2 separate regions of the Mus musculus genome follow, and region 2 is linked to region 1. Evidence: chromatin contacts called from public Hi-C data. All regions are on one chromosome and are shown on one strand. The core of a region is the stretch at or near the end of the contact, and the rest is flanking DNA. Distances in the headings are between cores, read along the strand shown.

Region 1 (7,039 bases), core at 3,826-6,325:
TTATATCAGTCACATTGGCCTTCCTATTTCTTTCTCTCTTTTTAAAAAAATATTTATTTATTTATTTTATTTTATGTATGTGAGTACACTGTAGTTGTCTTCAGACTCACCAGAAGAGGGCATCAAATCCCATTACAGATGGTTGTGAGCCACCATGTGGTTGCTAGGAGTTGAACAGAGGACCTCTGCAAGAGCAGTCAGTGTTCTTAACCACTGAACCCCAGCCTTCTCGTTTCTTCTATAGCCTGTGTAACTACGTTTCTTGTGTTTCGAGAAACAATCAATGCATTGTTGATGAGGCACCAGCCTTTTAAGGGGTGAGATCCTAGAGGCTCTGATGACCCATTCGTCATACTGAGCCATTTGGTCTGTCTCTCACAGTTTCCGTGGTTCAGATGAGGACACTGAGGACTAGGAAGGTATAAATACCTCTTGAGTCTGAGCACGTCGAGTGACTACCAGAAAGTTCTCAAGCAGAAGTCTTTTAGGGGCCACCCCCAAATTCTGTGATCAGCATCCTCAGCCACATTCTGAGTAGATAGCAGAGGAGTTTGTGTCTTGCCAGCGGTGTAACATTCTCCTTTAGAAGCACGGGGCACAATACGTAGATATTATTCATTACAAGAGAACTAGTGGAGGATTGGGATGGTGTGACCCTTGCTTGAAATAGGGCTGAACTCCAAGCTCTTGGGGTGGATTGGATGGTTCTTGCAGCCCAGGCCTCAGTAGGCTAAATCTCAGTGTGGCTTAGAAGCAGGCTGAGGCTGGAGCGAGAAGACCTGGTACTGATGAAGAACAATCTGTGTAGGTTAGTTCACCCCCACGAACGGCTGGGAGGGCGCAGGGGATGCTGTAATCTGTGCAGTCCCTCAGGGTGTGTATCAGCCAGCCTTCCATGGAACTGGGCCACCCAGAATTACAACATATATCAAAAGCCAAAGTGTCCTGTTAGCTAACTTTGAAGAAGTCACAAGTTTAGAACTGGCGCTAATGGAGCCAGTTTGGAAGAGCCTTGTCTCTCTTCTGCTTCTACACTGCCGTTTGCCTGGAGACCCAGAGCCACTGAATGAGAAGTGGCCGTGCCTAGAGTTTCTAGATGTCCAAGCTCCTTTGTAAAACCAAGAAACTTAACTTTCAGTCTGCTTGAGATCAAGGAACTTGTCTCCCAACTCCCAAATGAGTGTGTGTGTGTGTGTGTGTGTGTGTGTGTGTGCATGCGCGAGCACACACACACACGCGAACAAGCACATACACTCAAAAAAATATTTAACTCCATGTTATATAGTCTATAAGGAATGATTGATTATCCAAAAGATCACTATGAAAATGTCTCCCTGGGGCTGGAGAGGTGGCTCAGTGACTTGATGCTCTTCCAAAGGACCTGAGTTTGATTTCCAGAAGCTAACAAATACCTATAACTCCAGTTGCCAGGGACCTGATGCCCTGACATCTATGGGCACACCTAAGCAAGAAGCAAATACTCTCTCACAGACATGAATTTAAGTTAAAAAATAATTTTACATATATAAAGCTTGCAAGCTAGGAAGATAAGAATAATTGGCTGGGTGGTGGAGATGCCTGCCTTTGACGGGGTGCACCCCTTTAATCTCAGCACTGAGGAAGCAGAGGTGGGTGTGGATCTCTGCATTCAAGGTCAGCCTGGTCTACAAAGTGAGTTCCAGGACAGCCAGAGTCACACAGAGAAACCCTGTGTTGAAAAAATATAAGCTAGACATCTTTAAAATCCCACTTATCTTCAATGAATCTTGAAGATCAGTTGCCCGCTGAACCCTGTACCCAGAGATGGTAGCGTGCACACAAACACACACATGGCCACACGTGCACAATGCCCCAAAAGGGCAGAGTATATTTATAATGCATAAACGGTTTTGAGCCTTCCTATTGTTTCAGACATTAAATACGTTTTATGATCGGTGGTGATCTGTGTGTGGGCTCATACATAATTCTTATTATTTTAAAATCATTATGGGTTCACTGAAAAGACCCCCAGCTTCAGTCCCCACATGCCCTTCACGCTGCTTCAGTTAATATTAACGTCTTCGTAATTATAGCACCCGTAAGCAGTCAGTCTCTCACTAATATCCTTCCTCTGCCCTGACATCCAAGGGTTCTCTGTGCAGGTAAGGAGTACTTTGGAAGTTATTTCATATATCCCTGGGAGCAGCTCTCAGGTTTGTCCGTGTTAGTTTCATCATTGCCGCCCTTTGTTGCTGTTTAATTAGCAGCAGCATCCTCCAACCCTCATTTAGGCAGTGGGACCATTGGGCTTGTTCAAAACACTACAGAGCAGAGATGCAGCTTCCTCAAAATGTGTGACTGTTTTCCCTTTCCAATTACTGCTCTGGCAGAGGTTGCTAGAACCAACATTGCCAGGTCAAAGGCCATCAGTCTAATGGCTCTGTCACTTACTGTGAAATGGCTTTCAATAAGCCTACGGTAACATACAGCTCCATATTACAGTCAGTAATATTATAGACCCCGTTTCTCACCCACATCCCAGGTCACCCCAGGCTTTGCCAGTTTTTTATTTATTTGTCTTAGTTTTATAGCATACGAACTATTACTTGCTAGTGTTACATTTCTCATCTCCCTTCAGCTCCCTGCCTCCCTCCCTTCCTGTGTTAGAGATTCAGCGCACAGTCGCAAACATGCCAAGTGTGCACTCCGCTAGTGGGGCATTTCTTATGGAATGATTAAAGCTCTTAGGTAATCATTTCTTTCTGATGTTCAGGTTTTCTTATACTGTCCCCTCTCTGTTCTTGGATATAATCCACAAAGCCACTTAGCTTTCATCCCTAGAGGTCTCTATACATGAAGAACTGTCTGCCATGATGCTCTTAAATAACTCTTTCCAATTATTTCTTTCTCTCTTCGGTGACTTTTATCAGCGAAGAAAATGTTTTAAATATCCCTCCACACCTAGGCCTTTCACAGATAATGACAGAATGACTCCTTGTACTTTGGTGGCCCGGTAGGAAGCTCTAACAGACCTCAATACTCAGGCTCCCCTGGGCCCGCCTGCTCTGCTTTCTTGCTGTGAAATCGGAGTTTAGTCCTTCCATGGTGTATGGTGCATTGCTCACCAAATGCATTATTAACACCACAATAAAATCAAATTGGAGAAAAGTTAACGCTCTGAAAAATAACACACCAATTCTTTCCCATCCTTTGTTGTTAACTGCTCGGGTTTCTGTAGAGGGGATTTTGTGCCACCTGCTGGAAAATATTGGGATTTATGCCTTTAGAGAAAATGGCTACATTTCCTTTAGAATCATTGAATTTAAAATTTAAGTGGTTTTAAAGATTTTTTTTAAGTGAGTTCGAGGGTTCTACAATGAGTGGCGAAGACAGCATTTAGCGTGGGTCTCCCGAGCCTCCAGCCACCAGATGCTACTATACCAAATCATTTTCGTGGCATTTGTGAGGAGTAGCTTTGGGGGCATTGCTCTTTGAACTCAAAAGAAAGGAAACGTGATTGTGTTGTCGGAAGCATCCAATCCTTTGGGTCTCAGATTCCTCATCTGTGAGATAAGCACGCCTCATATTAGAAGCCCCGTCTGATTCTGAGGAGTTATAAGATTGCCTATGAAATGGAGCAGCCCTAATCCACAGCAACTAGAGATGAATTGGTTATGTCTAGAAAGGGATGCTATAGTCCTGGCTGCCCTTTCACGGGCCCTACACTCTGCTCATGGACTTGTCCCGCAAATGCATGAGTTCCTCACACTATAGATGAGAAAGCGATGCTTAGAATAGCTCGAATGACCCATCTCATCTCACAGTGTGCTCATCTGGTAGCTGGTGGAAATAAGAAGTCTTCAACCCTGTGCACATGACTCCCAAACCTCTTGTTCCAAGCCACTGTTTCCCCAGGCTTAAGGTCGCTTTGGCTGTCTATCTAGATGGGGTTAAGGTAGCAGAGTTGCCAAGGGTGGGTGTGAGTTCTGGAACTGGGAGGTCATTGCCTAAAGATGGATTCTTCTGGACTCCTATGGCCCAGTGCTTTGTGGCATGCTGGCCTTGGCAAGGTTGATATGATCGTCACACTGCTGAGGACAAAGGCTCACATTAATGAGTCCAGGAGCCACACAGATGCAGATGCAACAGGCCTACAGAGAACACTGAGTAGGTGACACTGTTGGGTTTGAAACTTATATCAAAATAAGACATGATTTTGCGGTGTCTTCTGCAGGGACATAAGCATAGTTCATCACTGCAGTACTTTCCATTGCTTATGTCCGTTTGCAGTTAGTGCCTGGTCCGCTCAGCCATTTTATTATCCAGGCACTGGATCTTATGAGGGCTTTTCTTGTTCTGTTCTTGCTACACCCAGCCCCACATGGAGAAAGGAAGGAAGGAGTGAGGCTAGTCGGGGCTGGGTATGCTTGACAGCGTAACTCTCCAGCAAACGGGATAGGAGTGCAAGGTTCTAATATTCCTCTTGAGATTTATTTATCCGAGCCTTCCCTTGGTTCCTATTAGCATAAATTTCCATGAAGTAATTCTATTAGCTAGCAATTCACTAGATTAACCCTAAGAGATAAACAGGAAATCGCAGGGAGCGTCTTCTCTCATTCAGATCTGTTTCTGATCTGCAACAAATGCACTTTCATGCCTTCGCATTTCTGTGGGATGTTATAGCTGCGTGTAGTAGTCCGTGCCATTGAAAACGACTTTGTTTTCTTCAGAAATTCTGAACTATGAGAAACTCTTGGATTTGATTTGCATGGTTGATTCATTCTCTGGGTGGGGGAAAAAAGAAAGAAAGAAAACATTTGTAAAATGATTAATGCCAAGGGAGCAAACATACTTAGCATTCAGTGTGATGGCTAAGACTCTGGCTGGACCTGGCCCGCTCAAGATTTGCTTCTTATTTACTGTGTGGCTTTGGGATCTCGTCCTCTGTATTACATAATAAACTGCTCCAGAACTTGGTAACTGGAAACAGTTTCATTTTCCTCATGACTTGGAGTTTGGGAGTTTGTGCAGAATTCAGCCACACAGCAGTGCAGTTCCTCTGTGATCCACTAGTAGGCAGCAGGACCTGGAAGATCTGCATCTAGAGCAGCCCTTCCCCGGACTCATCCTCCAGGGCCCACTCTGTGTTGCTTGGGCTTTTAGCAGTACAGTTCACTGGGCAGGAAAGACAGGAAGCCAAAGCTACCAGGTGAGAGCAGGCTTTTCTTGGAAATGGTACCACTATCTTCTATTAGTCAAAACAGAACTCGACTAATTCAGGAGGTAGAGAAATGGACTCTTGAGAGCTGAGCAAGGTCACAGAACAGGAAGTGTATGGAAAGCTTTATTGCAGCCAGTTCTGAGAGAGAGAGAAACCATCCCTGGCATCAGCCAGTCAAAGAGAATGCCCTTTGTCAAGGGGAGTGCGTATCTGCGTGACTCAGTCAAGAAGCCAGGCCCCGAACCCGGGGCAAATGTGCCAAGTCCTGGGAATAAGATAGAGCCACCGAGGCATGGCTTCAGGGTGGGAATTCATGGAGGGAATAGTAAGATCTTTTCTCGTCCCTAGGAAGGAAGAGCCCAGTGTTCTGCTTGGGTGTAGTTGGCCACAGAATACCAAGGCACAAAGCCTGGCTGCCCAGCTTAACCCTGCATGGTGTGTTCCACCTCCCCCACCCTCACTCCCAACTCCCCCAGCCCACAGCAGGGCTGACATGTGCATCATTGGCTAGAACTTATTCCCCTCTCAGCCCAGGGGACAGAGTTTTGTATTTCTAAAGCTGTTTCCTTTCCTTTATTTGCCAACATGGCTGAGCATAATACTGAAGTCCTGGCAGAAGCCCGGCTTCTTTCCCCCCAGTTAATTTCTGGTCACTTGTCCAAGTGAGTCACCCGGGAACCGGCTGCTGTGAGTCTCTGAATTTTAAAGGATGCTGCTGGGACAAGAGATGTCATTATCAACAATTAGTGGCTGGGCCTGGTGGTAGATGCCCTGAATAGGCTAACTAAAGGACAGGCAAGTCTTGTCCTCTTCCCTGTAGGAGCTCTGTAGGAGTCAGAGTGAGTCATAGCTGTTAACAGTGCATGGGTGGCTATGCAGAGAGTGGACCAGCAGGTGCTCGAACCTGGCCCCATAGGATTCTGGAAAGGAACTTTGGGTGATGGACACTCTGAGACATTCACAGCCTGCTTAGATACAAAAGTAATTCACTCGTCCAGCAGGGCTGGGCTCTTCAGGGAGGGTCTCCAGAATGCAGATGTCTTTCCATAGCTCCCCACAAAAGATGCAACATGTCTCCAGCTCTGTTTCCTCGGGCTGGTTGCCAGGTAACGGTGTTTTAGTCGTAATGAAGACATTTCTTGTTTATTTGCAGTTAATAAATTGATGGTTCTTTTATAGGACAAGGAGAATGAGTCCATTGCCAGGCTGTTTCTACCTAAGCCATTTCTCCCTCCCTACAGCCCCACACTCCTTTTTAAAAGGTCCTGAGTCTGAGGCTCTTCAGCCCAGCCGTGAAGAACAGGGCCTCAGCGCTCCCTCTGCCTCCAGCTCAGGACTCTGTAAGGAGATCATATCAGCAGCTGGCTGGCTTCTATAATTTCCACCTCTGTACTGGCACCAGGAGTGAGGGCTTTCAGCTGTTGTCTGCAGCAGCTGGCCACTGGGCATTCGCTTATTCAGTGTCAAGTGTGTATATGTTGGCACGTGACCTGTCAGGCTCAGGAGGAAAGCCTGGTGCTATGTAAGAAGCCATAATGGCATCATTTCACAGTGACAGGGTTAGGGATCCGATCTGAAGTGTCCCTGACAGGCCCATGTTTTTCTCCATTTGTGGAGAGTGTGAAATGAGCTAAGTATGACCACCATTACCACCGTCCATGATGGTAGGCTGAGGGGGTCATTGGGAGGCGAAGACTGCCTGGTGGACGTAGGTCACTTAGACAGGACCTGTGATGGTTGCAGCCCAGCCCTCGGTTCCCACCCTGTTCTTTCTGCTTCCTGTTGGCCCTGTGAGGAGTGCCTGCCACATGCTCTCTCAGCCATATACTCCCTCCCCCA
Region 2 (7,636 bases), core at 4,884-7,383, 190 kb before region 1:
TGGCTGCTGGCTTTGGAAATGTGGAGGCCATTGGTGAAACTGGCAGTCAGTTTTGTTAGAATGTAGCAGTGAACGTGACTGCAGTGAGATCACTGAGAGGAGGCTGTACAGTTGGACAGCTCTCGACTCTCATTAGTACTGGACTCTGCTCCCTAAGAGCATGATCTCGTGTCCATGCCCGAGAGGCCGGGCAGTGGAGGCCGGGGATAGGAGAAACCCTAGGGCAGCCTTGGTAGCTTTGGGATGCAGTACGTATCCCTTCCAGGCTCCATGTTCCGGGTTTTTGGACCTTTACTCTCCACAGTATGGATAACTTCTGGTCTAAGTCTGTTATGCTAGCCTCTCTCTCAAGCAGGTTTCTGTGGCTTTCCTCCTAAAGCAGTTAGTATCCTGGGCTCCTTAGGGCTGAGGAAAAGAACATTCGGGCTGCATAGGATTAGTCATGGGAAGCAATACATGGCCTAAAGGGAAATGTATCCATATTTACTTGAACATGAAAAAAAGAACGTGCTGAAGCCGGCAATGCTCAGCTTCTGGGGGTAACTTATTCTCCTAATTCCACGACTTCTCTGTTTCCTTCTTCATGTATTTTAAAACTAAGAGTTAAAGTGAATTGACCTACTCACACTGACGTGCATTGCCGTTTTCCAAGGTAAGAACAGAGATCCCAAAAGGCGATGCTGCCCGGCCCATACAGTTAGACTTGGACTCCACCGACAGTCATTTGGAGAGCTCCCCACACCTGCATGAGCTGAATATGAGTAACTATTAAGTTTGCTTTTAATGTCAACATGACACAGTCTAGAATCATCTGAGGAGGAGTCTCAATTGAGGGATTGTCTAATTAAGATTGGCCTGTGGGCATGTCTGTGGGATATTGTTTTGGTTGTTAAATCAATGTAGAAAGGCCCAGCCTACTGCTGGCGGCACAACCCCTAGGCCTGTGGACTGTCATATTGTATAGGAAACGCTAGCTAAGCATGGTCCTGTGAGTCAGCCAGCAAGCAGTTTTTCTCCATGGTTTGTGCTTCAAGTTCTTGTCCTGACTTCCCTAAGTGATGGACTCAGATGTATAAAGCTGAAATAAGCCCTTTCTCCCCAAAGTGGCTACCGGTCATAGTGTTTTATCACAGCGACAGAGATGGAACTAGTGTGATGAATTGCTGGGAAACCCATATAGTATCATATCAGGAAAATACAGATGTTATTTCCACACAGCTGCTACTAGAGCTGGAAGAAAAATAAGCATGGCCAGTAGAATTACTTGGTGGTACTCTCGTGCTTTGGGTGAGAGCAGCTATTGAGGAGCGCACCTATTCACTGAGAAATCATCTGAGCCAATTACATGTCAGATGAGAGGGACGTTTTTTCTTTTCAGTGGTCGATCCTCCTCTTCTGGGTTCAGAGCGGGGAGAACACCAAAGGAACAGAAAATGCTAAGAGCTTTTGGTCAATGGGGGAACATTTTCATGAGACTTCTTTCAGGGATGCTCAGGGGGAGTCCGAGGCCTGGGGCAGATCTGTCTGTTCACTGTATAGAAGAAATGGTTTGAGTAGGTTGGGCTCCCTTCTTAGAGACTGAAGCAGAGACACACAGCACTACCTACACCCTCGGTAGCTACAGTGTGTAAAAACTGCGATCCTCTAGTAGATAGTTAAGTGGGGACCCCATTTGCAGCTGTGCACCCATGGGAACTCCTCATTCTAAAAGCAACGAATCCTTCAGCTTTCTTCCTTCTGAGACATATTTTGTCCATCTCTCTCTGCCTTACCCGAGGTTGGTCTCTCAAAATCAGTATGGAAATTGTAGGTGTGGGCAGGAAAGGGCCCAGGGTAGGAATTGTTTCTATTAAAGGGTGCTGTGAGTTGACATTGTGAACTACCGTGTTGTGTGCCTTCCCTGGGGCTTTAAAAGATGGCTATTATGAAGATAGCTTTCTCCTGTTTCTGCATTTTTATATTCTCTGTTTTAACCCTTTGTAGTTCTTTTCTGTGCCGTTATATGACTCTTATGGTATTTAAAAAAAAAAAGTCTCACTACATAGCTCTGGCTCTCCTGGAACTTGCTATGTAGATCAAACTGGCTTTGAAGTCATAGAAATCTTCCTTTTCTCGCCTTCCCAGGGCTGGGGCTAAAGGTGTGTGCCACATGGCCATCTCCTATGGAACAATTTATTTTAATGTTTTGTTTTTGTTTGTTTGTTTGTTTTTTTCCTTGAGATGGGGCTTTATTCTGTAGCTCAGGCTGGCCTAAATTTACTATGCATAACACAGGCTGGCCTGGAAATCTTGCAAGTTCTCCTGCTTCAGCCTCCCAGGTACTGGGATTGCAGACATGAGCCACCATGCCTGAGTTGGGAATTTTAAATAAACCTAGACATGTGAAATATTCACGGACTCAGTTTTTACTTGTTTAAAGCCTTTGGAGATTTGTCTTTAGAGAAGGTTGATATGGCAGTTATTCTGCATTGCGTTCCTCACACCAACATTTAATTAATAGTATATTTCATGAAGATTACTGTAGGTTTATTGCTGCCGTGTTTGGAGTTGTGGTTCTGTGCTAGAATCCAAAGATATTGCTCTGTTTCCATTTTCATTTGTCGGTGCTTTGAGCCAACACCTTCCAAAAGGACTGTTAACCATTTAATAGCCACAATGGATCGAAGGGTGTTTTGTTAACCATTTAATGGCCACAATGGATCAAAGGGTGTTTTGGTAGAGTGGGGTCTTGAGATACTTGTGTCTATGGATGTTGTGATTCTATTTTTTTTTTTTACATTTATCTATTTATTTATTTTATGTATAAGTATAGTGTAGCTGTCTTCAGACACACCAGAAGAAAGTATCAGATCCCATTTACAGATGGTTGTAAGCCACCATGTAGTTGCTGGGAATTGAACTCAGTATCTCTGGAAGAGCAGTCAGTGCTCTTAACTGCTGAGCCATCTCTCCAGCCCCCGTTGCTGTGATTCTTAATGATGTTATATAAATTGATGGTATATAAATCTGTATTCCATTCAAGTTTGTATGTAAATAGGTGAATATATATGATACCCCCAGAAGACTGCACCCCCAGAGGAAGGAGTGGGGTTTCTTGTCAGTCACAGTCCTTAATGTTTGTCTCATAAATGGGAACTTGGAAAGGGGGTAGGAGGAGGGAGGAGCTGTAGGTGGGAGAAGGACGAGTGAAAGCCACAGAGGCTAAATGATAACAGAGCAAGGTGGAGGCCTAAATATTTTATTGGATTTAACTTTGGCATCAGAAAGTTCTGGAAGGAACCCCAGACTAGGAGTTAACACACTTGGTTCCTTGCCACTTCCTAAGACTATGACTTTGGGTGACTCAGTGAAGTTCACTTTAGGGCGTTGGTTTTTCCTGTCTGCCCCACCTTTCCCCCTGGGGCTTTACAGGGAAGCTCATCTTGAGGTGTTGTGTGAGCTGTGACAGAAGATGAAGCCCCCATGCAGGGGCCGCTCTCTGTGATAGGTGTAATACTGTCAGGTAAAATACAACCGGAGCTCCTGGCTGTCAGTCTAGTGGAGAAGATAGATAGAATCTAGTAATCACTCTGCTGTAGACATGTAAGCCTTCCTAAGAACCTCAAGAGGAGCAACAAGGCGGGGAGGCTCATTGTAGTCGTGTGTGTGTGTGTGTGTGTGTGTGAGTGTGTGTGTGCCCAGAGCTCAACTGTGGGCTTTGAAGTTTTTCCTGGAAATCCCCATGTCTTTTCTAGGGAGTGACTTAAACACAAATCACTTTAGGGAAACTAATTTATCAGGATAGATAGATGGAGGATTGGAGTCTGGGGAAAGAGGTAAATGAAATTATTCTCATAGTTATTAAAAAAGAAAAGCCTTAGACTTTTAAATGTTTTATATATTCACTGTCCCTTCTCTGAAATGCTAGGGAGTAGAAGTGTTTCAGATTTTTGAGATTTTTAGATTTTGGAATGTTTGTATGGACTTTACTGTTTGAATACTTTTGAATCTAAAAATTCAAGATAAAGAAATGCAGCAGAATCCATATTTGTACATTTTGGGGTTTTTTTCAGGGGTGGGGTGTTCAACTTGTTTGTGTTTAATTGTTCAATGTTGACATTTTTATGACTTTTTGGGAGTCTTCATACTTACATGGTTTTTATTTAGAACATTAGGGAACATCATTTCAGCAAATACTTCTCTATGTAAGCTTTTTTGTGTTCCAGAGACATGCTCACTGCGTCAGGCATGCACAGAATCCCATGTGAGACTGAGACCCCATTGCCCTTAATTTGTAGATAAGGAAACAGAAACTTCCCATGCTATGTGGCTGGGCCTGGGCCCAGACACATAGATTTAGTGTGTGTTCTTCACTGAGCCTTCAACTTTCTCTCCCAACACAAAGGATTTAACCTTCTCAGAGCAAAGACAAAGATGCCCAGGTGAATCCGTTTGTCTGAGCATGCTCTCCTCCTCCTCCTCCTCCTCCTCCTCCTCCTCCTCCTCCTCCTCCTCCTTCTCCTCCTCCTTCTTCTTTCAAAACCAGTACCCCGGGGCTCTTGATTCTAGCTGCATATGTATCAAAAGATGGCCTAGTCGGCCATCACTGGAAAGAGAGGCCCATTGGACACACAAACTTTATATGCCCCAGTACAGGGGAACGCCAGGGCCAAAAAATGGGAATGGGTGGGTAGGGGAGTGGGGGGGGGGAGGGTATGAGGGACTTTTGGGATAGCATTCTAAATGTAATTGAGGAAAATACGTAATAATAAAAATATTAAAAAAATGTATACAAAAAAACCCAAGTTTTAAAAAATTATAAATCTTAATGGATTAATTCTTGCAATTGCGGGTGGGGAGGGGCTCTCCCTATGTAGCCTTGCCTGGCCTGGAACTCACTATATAAAGCAGGCTGACTTTAAACTTACAGAGATCCACCTGCCCTCTACCTCCCAAGTGCTGGAATTAGAGGCGAGCCCACCATGTCCAGCAGGAAAAGCCATTTTAAGACATAAGGATTTTGTAGTGAAGTTCCTTTTCCTTTCTGACGGGCTACGTGGCTCTCTGTGTTTTCCTGACTTTTGTAACTAGGATAACTAACCCTCAGCGGTGTCAGGTGGTGTTTGGCTCTGCTCACAGGCCAGATCTCATGATTGTCCGCAGACATCTCTGATTGACTGCAAAGCTTCAGTTCAATGTCGGCTGGGAGTCTAATCTAGCGCAGGGGTCCCGTCTAGTGTTTGCCTGCACTGACTCCTCGATTTCATATTTGGGGGCCTCAAAAGGAGGCAAGTTCCTTCCATGAGGTCCTGGCACTAATGATTGTCATGTAAACATTTTGGGGGTACAGGTAAAGAAGGTGTAGCTTCCTCATGACACTTCCAAGAAGCCCAAGGAGTTCCCTTAGAAAGTTCTAGGGAATTTGACACTGAGAAGAATTTCAGAACTATCCAATTTATGAAGCAGAGGTAGAGATTTTATTATAGATAATGCATAAGGATTAAGAGTCACACAGACCCAGGAGCCTGGGTGTAGGCTTCTCAAAGTCCTGTGATTCAAAGACGACGACTCCTCCTCCTCATTCTTATTTTTAAAATAGTTACAGAGATGACTTTGGGGGCGTTTGCAGTTACTGCCTAGTTGATGGGTGATTCTGAGGTTGGCATCTGACAGGATTGCTTTTGACCTTTGGGCTCTGCCTGGAAAGATGATGCTCTCTCTGTGTTGTAGCTGCCTCCACCCCCTGAGGGCTCTGCTTGAATTTGTTGAATGCTGTTAACTGCTAACTGATAAAGAAAAGTCCAGTCCACAGGGACTCAGGGAGGTAGATAGCTTTCCTGACAGCAGTTTTGAGATCCTCAAGAGGAATGAAATGAGACCCTATGCAAGGTCTTATACATCCAGACTTTAGGCCTAGATCTCCGTTTAACGTAATATAGTTCTATAGGAGAGCAGTGTTAACTCTCTGTGGTACTGCTGATAGCAGAGACTGGAGTTCTCTGTGCTGGAATTCTTGCTTTTCAGCTGGCTCTCGGATGAGGGACTCCTCTCTCCTCCCGGATCTCTCTAATTGCCCGGTGTTTCCATCCTTCCTCAGGCAGAGCCAGCGCCAGCGCCAGGACAGATAGCGGCTCCCGAGCATCTGCCCAGTGTCTGTACCATCTGCTCAGACCTTCACAGCTAGTTGCTTCTGAGTGTGCAGGAGAGCGGGTGGGAGTGGGGTGGGGAGGGGCAGGGATAAGGGACAGGTGTGTGTGTGTGTGGTGTGGTGTGTGTGTTATATTCTTTTCATTCTATTTGCATAGGTGCAGTATAATTGACAGAGAACCATTTCGGTTACATTGTTTTCTCTTGTACTTTTTTTTAGTTTTGGTCAGTTCAGAATGTTTTAGGAAATGAGCCTTTATGAGCTAATGTCTCTCAGCACACTTCCCATTAGACTTATTTTTCTCAAGACTAAATAAAAATTTTAATCCTAAACACTGGGCCAGTGTGGCTAGTCTACAAAAATGTAAATTCAGTCGGAGGCTAAAGCATGACTTTGGGTCAGTTTGGTTTATGGCTTAGGATTCCACTGACATTTTTATTTTTTTAGTAGCAATGGTAAGAGATGCTTTGTGGTACCTCCTTTTTTTTTTTTTTTTTTGGTTTTTCAAGACAGGGTTTCTCTGTGTAGCTCTGGCTGTCCTGGAACTCACTTTGTAGATCAGGCTGGCCTCGAACTCAGAAATCCGCCTGCCTCTGCCTCCCAAGTGCTGGGATGCGCCACCACTGCCCGGCTTGTGGTACCTCCTTTTGTATATTACTTTTCCAGTACATTTTTGTTTTTGGACCTTTGGGCTTTGCCTGGGAAGTGCTGTTTTTCTGTTTTGTGGCCGAGTTCACCCGGCTGAGGACTTGACTTCAGTTTGTTTAATGCTGTTAACTGCTAACGCGTACATTCTCCACGACAGAGGGCTGTGGGCAGACTGTTACTAAGAAAGAGACACCAGCTTGCAACTCACCAGAGAAAACAATTGTCTTTATTTGGTTAGGATCTCCTTTTGGACTCCTTCTGCTTCCTTGATGGCTGTGACTCCCCCGGACATTGTATTTTGCCTTTGTCTTAATCACCTAAGCACTTATGTCTCAGTTGGCGAGCTAGGGAGCCAGAGTCTCTGGAACATTCTATATAGAATTTTGTATTTACGACACGAGCACTTTTGTCTGGGACTGCCAGGACAAGCAGCCGATCACTTATTCAAAGTGGAGCGATGTGAAAAATGTCGCATTCGGGCCGGAGAGATGGCTCAGCTGTTAAGAGCACTTGCTGCTCTTGGCGAGGAGCACCCACGACCATCTGGAACTCCGGTTCCAGGGGGCCTGATGCCCTCTTCTGGCCTCTGCAGATGCCATATGCACGCATGTATTGATACATGCAGTCAAACACTCACCCAAACAATACGTATATTTTTTTAAGATTTTATATTCATATCTCCTCTGCTGATTTCTGAGATAGGGCCCGGGTAGGATAGGAGGTTTCTATATTGACTTTTGCACAACTACAACCAAGACAAAGCAAAGTCTGCTAACCTTCAGTTTGGGGTTTCAAAGCACCATGTAAACAATCCCAGGTCCTTGGGACGCTAAAGCAGAGGAAGGTAAGCTCCAGGCCAGC

What was found. A called contact is a pair of places that touch in the nucleus more often than the background predicts.
Region 2: a contact with region 1 is called in a Hi-C map of cerebral cortex, with 2.1 times the contacts expected there. The contact joins two enhancer-like sites. A contact is called at or near these places in 2 of 484 Hi-C or Micro-C datasets (cerebral cortex and muscle stem cells) and 4 of 115 datasets of contacts at active chromatin or transcription factors (T-cell acute lymphoblastic leukemia, fibro-adipogenic progenitors, heart atrium and 1 more).

What each region holds. Positions count from the first base shown.
Region 1 is chr5:66,383,872-66,390,910 of GRCm38.p6, reverse strand. The region is part of intron 9 of Apbb2 (amyloid beta (A4) precursor protein-binding, family B, member 2); the gene reads left to right. Among named protein-coding and RNA genes, the nearest start is that of Gm52775, 120 kb to the left of the region's middle. Within about 2 kb of position 5,075, at least 57 of the 459 cell types and tissues checked have an H3K27ac peak or open chromatin away from gene starts, as enhancers often do. A contact at or near this core is called in cerebral cortex, where this site is marked.
Region 2 is chr5:66,574,993-66,582,628 of GRCm38.p6, reverse strand. The region is part of intron 1 of Apbb2 (amyloid beta (A4) precursor protein-binding, family B, member 2); the gene reads left to right. Among named protein-coding and RNA genes, the nearest start is that of Apbb2, 40 kb to the left of the region's middle. Within about 2 kb of position 6,133, at least 11 of the 459 cell types and tissues checked have an H3K27ac peak or open chromatin away from gene starts, as enhancers often do. A contact at or near this core is called in cerebral cortex, where this site is marked.